Linked DNA regions of Rattus norvegicus: region 1 is linked to region 2. A link is a contact called in public Hi-C data. All regions are on one chromosome and are shown on one strand. The core of a region is the stretch at or near the end of the contact, and the rest is flanking DNA. Distances in the headings are between cores, read along the strand shown. Region 1 overlaps Cdk14 (cyclin-dependent kinase 14). Region 2 holds the start of Cdk14 (cyclin-dependent kinase 14).

Region 1 (3,535 bases), core at 351-2,850, 52 kb after region 2:
TGTTTCCCATTGCAGTGATAACAGGATAAGTTAAGTGCCCTAGAAAGTAATTTATGCCTTATCCCCCACTCTTGTCCTGAAACCTTTTCTAGACTGTTACTTATGCATCTGGACTCTCATGCTGTGTAATGGTGTCAGAATGGCTTGTTTCACCCAGCAGGAAGCGATTAAGGCCCTCCATGTCTTGTTGCAGCTTGGAGACTAAGTTTTTAAAAACAAAATCTCCAAAAGATTTTTTTCTGCATGTGTGTTCCACAGTTCATTTATCTATTCCCTTATGCATTGATGTCTTGACAGCTTCCATAGCAGCCAGGAGTGAAGTGGCGACCAGAATTCTTGTACAGGGCCGAGTGTGGGCATGGGCTTGGGTTGTCAGACTTCACATGGAGATGGGATTTGGAAAGGAGAATCAATTTCTGTCTCTCTGGCACTTATTTCTTATTCTGTCATAATGGCTTGGTTGGACAAGTCTAGTACTAAGGCTCCAATGTTTTATTAGAAGGGAAATATAGCTAAGGATGTATTTTTGGGGGCAAACTACTTATTTTCAGATGAGTAGTACAATTTCTAATCCTGTAAGTGGGATTTGTTGATCTGATCAAAGCCATGGGCAGACGCCGACTGCTAGCTAGCCACTCTGAAGCTTAAGTTATTTATTGATCAGATGTTCATGTGTAAGCCGAGAATCAGAATCGAGGCACATGCTGATTATCTGATATAAATCAGTGTGACCTCTTACCTGTTTCATAACCTTGTGTGAGTGCTTTATTTCAGAGCAAAGGCACCGTGCACATTTCACACGCATGTCTGGAGGACGGCCACATCTCTGGGACGCTAATGTGGCTCTTGCTCGCTGGGGAGTAGGCAAAGGGGCACTCATTCTTCATGGTTTCCTGTGGCCATTAGTAATCCTGCCAGGGGGTTGGATGTCCTGGGACCCTGCCAGCCTTTCTTCAGAGAGGTTGACTCATGTTGAAAGATCCTTGGAGCTCCTGTGGTCGGTTAGCTCTTCTGGTTCGCTGCTCTCGGTGTGAGACAGAGCCCGTGCATTCCCAGCTGAAAACCTAACTTGCAGGGGCTCAACTCTAGTGAGGCGGCTTCAGCTTCACTTATCTATCCATCCATCTATCCATCCATCTATCATCTATCTAACTATCTGTCTGTCTGTCTGTCTGTCTGTCTGTCTATCTATCTATCTATCTATCACTTTAGAGACTGGCAAGCCCCTCGTGCTGCTTGGGGATCTTGTAAGCACGGATTAGCCCATCATTTTAGAACTTTTACAGCTCTCAGGGGAAAGCGCTTTGCCACTTTGCAGACACAATTACTGGTCTATGACAGCGGAATAAGGCAGACCAAATGTACCCTTATGCTTACCCCTTTCTTCCCGTGCCTCCCTTTGCTTCCTTCAGGGGAAATTGCTAATTCATCTGGACTGTGAAAGCTTTTGAGCTGCAATGGGGGGAGTTATAACATTATCGTCCGATGTTCCTTCATAAGTCTGACCTTACTGTTTTGGCATCTGAAGCTCAGTATGTCACACCCAGTGGCCTGGGATCTTGCTGGATGAAGCCAATGAGTTCTTTCATTTTAGTTTGTGAGGGCTCTGAGTCTCTGGAGCTGGTCCCCGCCCTGTTCATAGGGACATCCGGTGAGCACAGTTGCCCCTGTGACAGAAAGAAAGTGAGAGGGAGGAACAACTTTCTACTTCCTTGTTCTTTCTCCAAGTCACAATCAGGAAGCCTTTCTACACTTAGAGTGAAACTCGAAAGGGCGAGGAAAGTATTTTGTAGACAATGACTGGCAAAAGTTAATAATATTTTGTTGCTCTTGGATATTTAAGCCCCCTGCTGACACCAACCAGGACATGCCACAGAAACTGGTGTTTCAAAATGTTTTCTAAGAGATTTATTGATAAGAATGGATGCCACAAACATTTGGCGGTTAGTGATGACTGCTTCTCACTTCTTTAATAACTTCATTTGGTGGTGAAATGAAGAGATTATCACAGTTTTACATGCCTAGAGAGCTTATTCAGCACTCTAAATCATTAACTATGATCAGGCCTTTGGTTGCAAATTTTGGTTCTTGTTTCGGTGTGTGTGTGTGTGTGTGTGTGTGTGTGTGTGTGTGTGTGTGTGTGTCTGTGTTTTCAGTGCAATTTGTTAACCCAATCTTTTCTTCATGTCTTTATTTTCTTACGTAACCCTCAGTAGAGGATGTTAGAAACTTAAGCTACAACAAAGGACCTAAGGGTGGGTAGGAAGATGAGTTAATCTGAATATCTTACTTCTCTAGAGCCATGGTGCTAGAGATGTCCAGGATCCCTGTCAGGAATCATTCTACAGTTCCTGAACCAGTGCTGTGTAATAGTGACGTCCCCTTGTATAATTCTTGCTCTCCCCAATGTGAAAGGTGGCTTTTGGGACTGAAGAAATGAACTGTTAATCTTGGTTCATTTAGGTAACCGCACGCAGCTAGTGGCTGCTTCATGGAAGAGCCCAGCTCTAGGGAGCCATTTGCTTTCCCAAGGCTTGTCTTAAGCTTTAACTAATGGGCTGCTGGACTTATCAACTAAAGTAAAAGACGTTTACTTTTTTGGTTGTTTTTAGTCAGTGTGTTTTATATCTCTGACTGGCTTCGACTTCACTGTGTAGCTGAGGATATGCTTGAATGTCTCCCTCCTCCTGCCTTTATGAGGTGCTGGGATTACTGGTGAGAGCCATTGCATGTGGCTTAGAATGAGAACTTATTGTCCACCTAACTTCGAACTAAGCATTTTGCCAGATATTTACGTTTTTCCACGAGAATGAACACTGTGAGCTCCCTTTACACTGTAAGGAAAGCAGGGCCTGTGGAACAGGGGTAGCTTGGCCAGGGCCGTAGATGCAGTGGATGTCTTGTTCTCGTTTTGCTAGTTTAGTGGGTTTTTTCCTCTGCAGTGACAGAATTCCTTGTTAGCCAGCCTTAATTTGTGCTTTTCTAATACTTTCTTAGGACCACATTGCAGTTTTTCAACGTTTTCATCATCCTAAAATGAAACGTCAGGCATGATTGCATCGTCCCCTCTCTCCACTGGCTACTCCTCCTTTGGTTGTCTCTAAAGAGTTCCTGGAATTCACATCAGTGACATCAAATATTCCCTTGGCTTCTCCAGGCTGGTGTAGCAAAACAACTCCGTCCTGGGGTCTTACGAGCAGCGTTTCCTAGTGATGACAGTTCTGAAGGCTGGAGGTCTGGGATGGGGGACATGAGCCTAGCGAAGGTTCAGTGAGGGCGCCATTCTAGGCCTCTGTGCTCCGGACTCCTTAGGGTTACCTGAGGGAAACAAAGCTCTGATCTTCTGTCCTCTTCGTGTAGGCGCTAAGGCCACCCCTACGATTTAATTAATTTCTACCCTCATGACTTAATTACTTGCCAAAGGCCTCATTGCTACTACCACCCAAACAGAGATGAGACTGAAATGTAATCTCTGTCACAAACTTTCTTCTTCAGACCGTAGCATTCACTAAATAGGTTTTGTATATGAGGTATT
Region 2 (3,477 bases), core at 718-3,217:
TGTAGGCTTATTGCATAACTTGCCAGTGTAATACACATCTGAGAAAAGACCAAGACAAACATGGAGCAGAGTGCTGGTGTTCACAATCGCCAAACTTCATTTGGTCTGTCACTGGACACAGGTTTCATCTGCCAGATACACTGTTCTTTAGTGGAGAGGGCCGAGAGGGTGTGGTCAAGCCAGGAAAGGGAAGTTCACAGCCACTATGCTTTAAGTTAACATTTTTGTGATATAAAATTAAGGCATTTGGGGGGCAAGATACTCAGACTCTACTTTCTAGTATAAAGTGTAAGGACAGAGTTGTGCCCCGCCTCCTACGTTCCTCCTTTTGTTTTCAGAAATTTTGTGTATTTCAGAAATGTATATATTTTTGCATATTTTGCCATAGTTTGATATTAAATATGGTTTTCCCTATTAACCCTCGATATAGCAACTCAAGTTTCCATTAGTTTAAAAAAAATGGTCACGAACAATAGCTTTGTATGCAGAGATGGTAAGTTGGCTTTTTGAAAGATTAGAAAATTAGAGATATTGGGGAGGTAGAAAAGATACCATATGCATTCACGTGCAGGTCCATGCACACATACACACAGTGTGTGAGGACAAGCACACTGGGCCTGTGTCCTTACTCAAACTGGCCTTTTCCAAATGGACAGCAGTGTGACCACATAAGTATAGCACTCTAAATTTTTATCTTTGACGATTTTTTTTTTCGTCTTTGTTAGCTGGAAGAACCTATCAGTGTTTGGCTCTCTGTCTCTGTCTCTCTGTCTCTGTCTCTCTCTGTCTCTCTGTCTCTCTGTCTCTCTCTCTCTGTGTGTGTTCAGTTGTAACTGCTAATTTTCTAATTGATCTGACCACGTGATAAATGTTAAAACTTTTTTTTCCTGTATCAGGTCACACTTTGATGCCTTCTGTAATTATTGAGATTTGGCTGTCAGGATCCAACATCCCTGCGTTTAAACTATCTTGACTTTGCTCATGAATTCTTGGCTCTCTCCTCTGTTAGGGGCTTGGCTTGACTAGCTAGCTGCCTTTTATCAGTGGCAATCTACCAAAACCCTGTAATGTGCTCAGCACAGGGCGGAACAAATCCGTGTTCTACCTCACAATTTAAGGAAGGCAGGGGGCTAGTTTTTGTTTTAAGATAAAAATCTTTTGACAAAACACAAACTCCCCAAAACTTCCTTTAAACCAAACAGCATTGTCACGCCCACAAAAGCTCCTATTGCTTACACAGCCAGATGACTCAAGATCACTAACATTTCTATTCATAAGGACTTTGCTGGCCCAGAATCAGTACAACAGGCCTTCCCCCATCTTCCTTCACCCTCCCCTGGGAGACTGACGTTTGGAGTACCTCATTTATTAGGGGAAAAAAAAGACTGTGTTTTCTGCCGGAACTGTTTGTCCCGGGACTTTAAAAAAAAAAGCCACCCTTAAGTCCCTTTTCAAGTTCATTCACTGAAGTAGGGCAAGGAGGTGACAAAAGGTAGTAAATTTACTGATGACCTGAGTATCCCTCTGAGGAATCTCTGAGACATTCCTGTCATCCAGAGTCAGGGCTGAGGCAAAACACCCTGCCTTCTGGAAGTTCCAGGGGGCCATTTTCAGCTTTTGCATTGTACCCCAATGAAAATCAGGCCTCTTCTGGCCTTCGGAGCACCCACTTTCCCTGTAAATTAAAACCACCCACCCCACCCCACCCCAAAAAGTCTCTACTAAACCCGAATGCGTCCCCGAGGCACTCGTGCACCGCGCCCGACACTCCCCAACCTTTCCGGGTCGGGGCCAACAAGGATCGCACCGCACCGGGTGGACAGGGTCGGCCGGGAGCCCAGGGCGGCCGGCCGTCTGTCTGTCCGTCTGCCCGTGGGCTGCGGTCCCGGAGCGCGCGGGAGGAGCGCGGCCGCGGCCGGCGGAGCGCGGGCGGCCGGGAGGGGGCGCCGCCCGGGCGCGGTGGGTCCGGGAGGGCGGCGGAGGCCTCGGAGTCGGAGTCGGAACGCGGCGCGGGGTCGCGCCTGGGTCCCGGGCGCCAGGCCTCTGGCCAGGGCAGTCGCGGGTCTCCGTGCAGCGCCGCCCCTCGGGCTGGGGAACTTGTCCCGCGCGCCTCGCCTGCAGCCGCCTGCGCCTCCTCGGCCGCGCCGCCCCCGTCTCCGGTCGCGGCCGCGCGGCTCTGGCTTACAAAGGAGGGAAAATGCGGCGGGCAGCGGCGCAGCGCGGGGGCCCCCGGGCGGCGGGGATCGCGGCCGCCCCCGGCACCACGTAAGACGCCCCCGCGCGCCCAGCCTCGGCCCAGGCCCGAGCCCCGCAGGCAGGCGAGCGCTGCGCGTCGCCCGCGGCCCGCGAGGAGGCGGAGGAGCAGGACGAGGCGCCGCCTTCCCCGCGCCGCGCGCCCTCGCCCGCCGTTGTCTGCGCTGCGCTGCGCTGGACCAGTTTCGCGAAGTTGCCCGGGCCCCGCGTCGCCCAGATGTGCGACCTCATTGAACCGCAGCCGGCCGAGAAGATCGGCAAGATGAAGAAGTTGAGGAGAACTTTGTCCGAGAGTTTCAGCCGCATCGGTGAGTGTGGTCCGCTGTACCCCGGTGTCCTGCGGGCGATCCCCGGGCTCGCTCCCTCGGTCCCCGCGCCCTCTCCGTGCTCAGGGCACCAGCCAGGCAGCTGCCACCTCCGGGTGAGGTGCGGACAGGGATGGAGGAGGACCTCGGTGGGGACTCCCGGCAGGGCAGGGATAAGCTGGAGGGCTACCCCTCTCCCCCACGGTCTGAGCTTCATTCGTGGACTGTCTCAACCCTCCAATTTGAGTTCCTCCTCCCCGCCAATAGTATCTTTGGCGCCTACAGTGAACTGGAGAGGGGACACCAGGTCCCCACCGCCATCGGGGCTCTGTGGCCACCCAGGTTACTTTTTTTTGTTTTTGTTTTTGTTTTGTTTAAAGAGCGTTGGTATTAGGTGTTTAGCCAATAATGTAGCTTTGGGAATTGTCGAAACGTTGACAGGCGCCTGATGTTTTTTAACGTACTCAACCTAAAGGAAGTGGGACAGATACCTTGGGACCTTTTGTTCCGTACTTCTGGTCCTATAAATGGAGGTTTGGGTGTTCAGTTTGTAGGTCTCTGAACCTTCTAGCTGCTATGGTGAAATGCGAGCTGTGAAGTTGTGGGGGCATTTAGAATAAGTCTCATGAACTTGCACTGTTAGTGCAGTCCAGAGGCTATTGTCTTCTTTAAAAAGCAACCAACCAATTTAACAGAGAATAAACAAACAGCAATAAGAAAAAAGGATCGAGGAATGTTTAGGATACTTAAAGAATGAATCCACATTACAGGCTACAGCAAGATGACAGCTGTGTCATGTGGAAGGGGTTTGTTAAATCTTGAGTGTTGGTGGCAGAGAGCGCCTGTTAACCTGAAGGCATACCTGCTATCTAAACTTTTGTCGCTAACTTTCTTTGATACGGGTAACTGCGCAAAGCAA

The links. A called contact is a pair of places that touch in the nucleus more often than the background predicts.
Region 1: a contact with region 2 is called in a Hi-C map of Schwann cells, with 3 times the contacts expected there. The contact joins the enhancer-like site here to the promoter of Cdk14 in region 2. A contact is called at or near these places in 3 of 12 Hi-C or Micro-C datasets (Schwann cells, mammary epithelial cells and psoas muscle).

The regions. Positions count from the first base shown.
Region 1 is chr4:29,671,146-29,674,680 of GRCr8, forward strand. All of the region lies in intron 2 of Cdk14 (cyclin-dependent kinase 14), which reads left to right. Among named protein-coding and RNA genes, the nearest start is that of Cdk14, 52 kb to the left of the region's middle. Within about 2 kb of position 1,601, at least 16 of the 93 cell types and tissues checked have an H3K27ac peak or open chromatin away from gene starts, as enhancers often do. A contact at or near this core is called in Schwann cells, where this site is marked.
Region 2 is chr4:29,619,250-29,622,726 of GRCr8, forward strand. Cdk14 (cyclin-dependent kinase 14) reads left to right here and starts at 1,968. Exons shown (of 15, transcript NM_001395582.1): 1 at 1,968-2,561. The coding sequence starts at 2,471.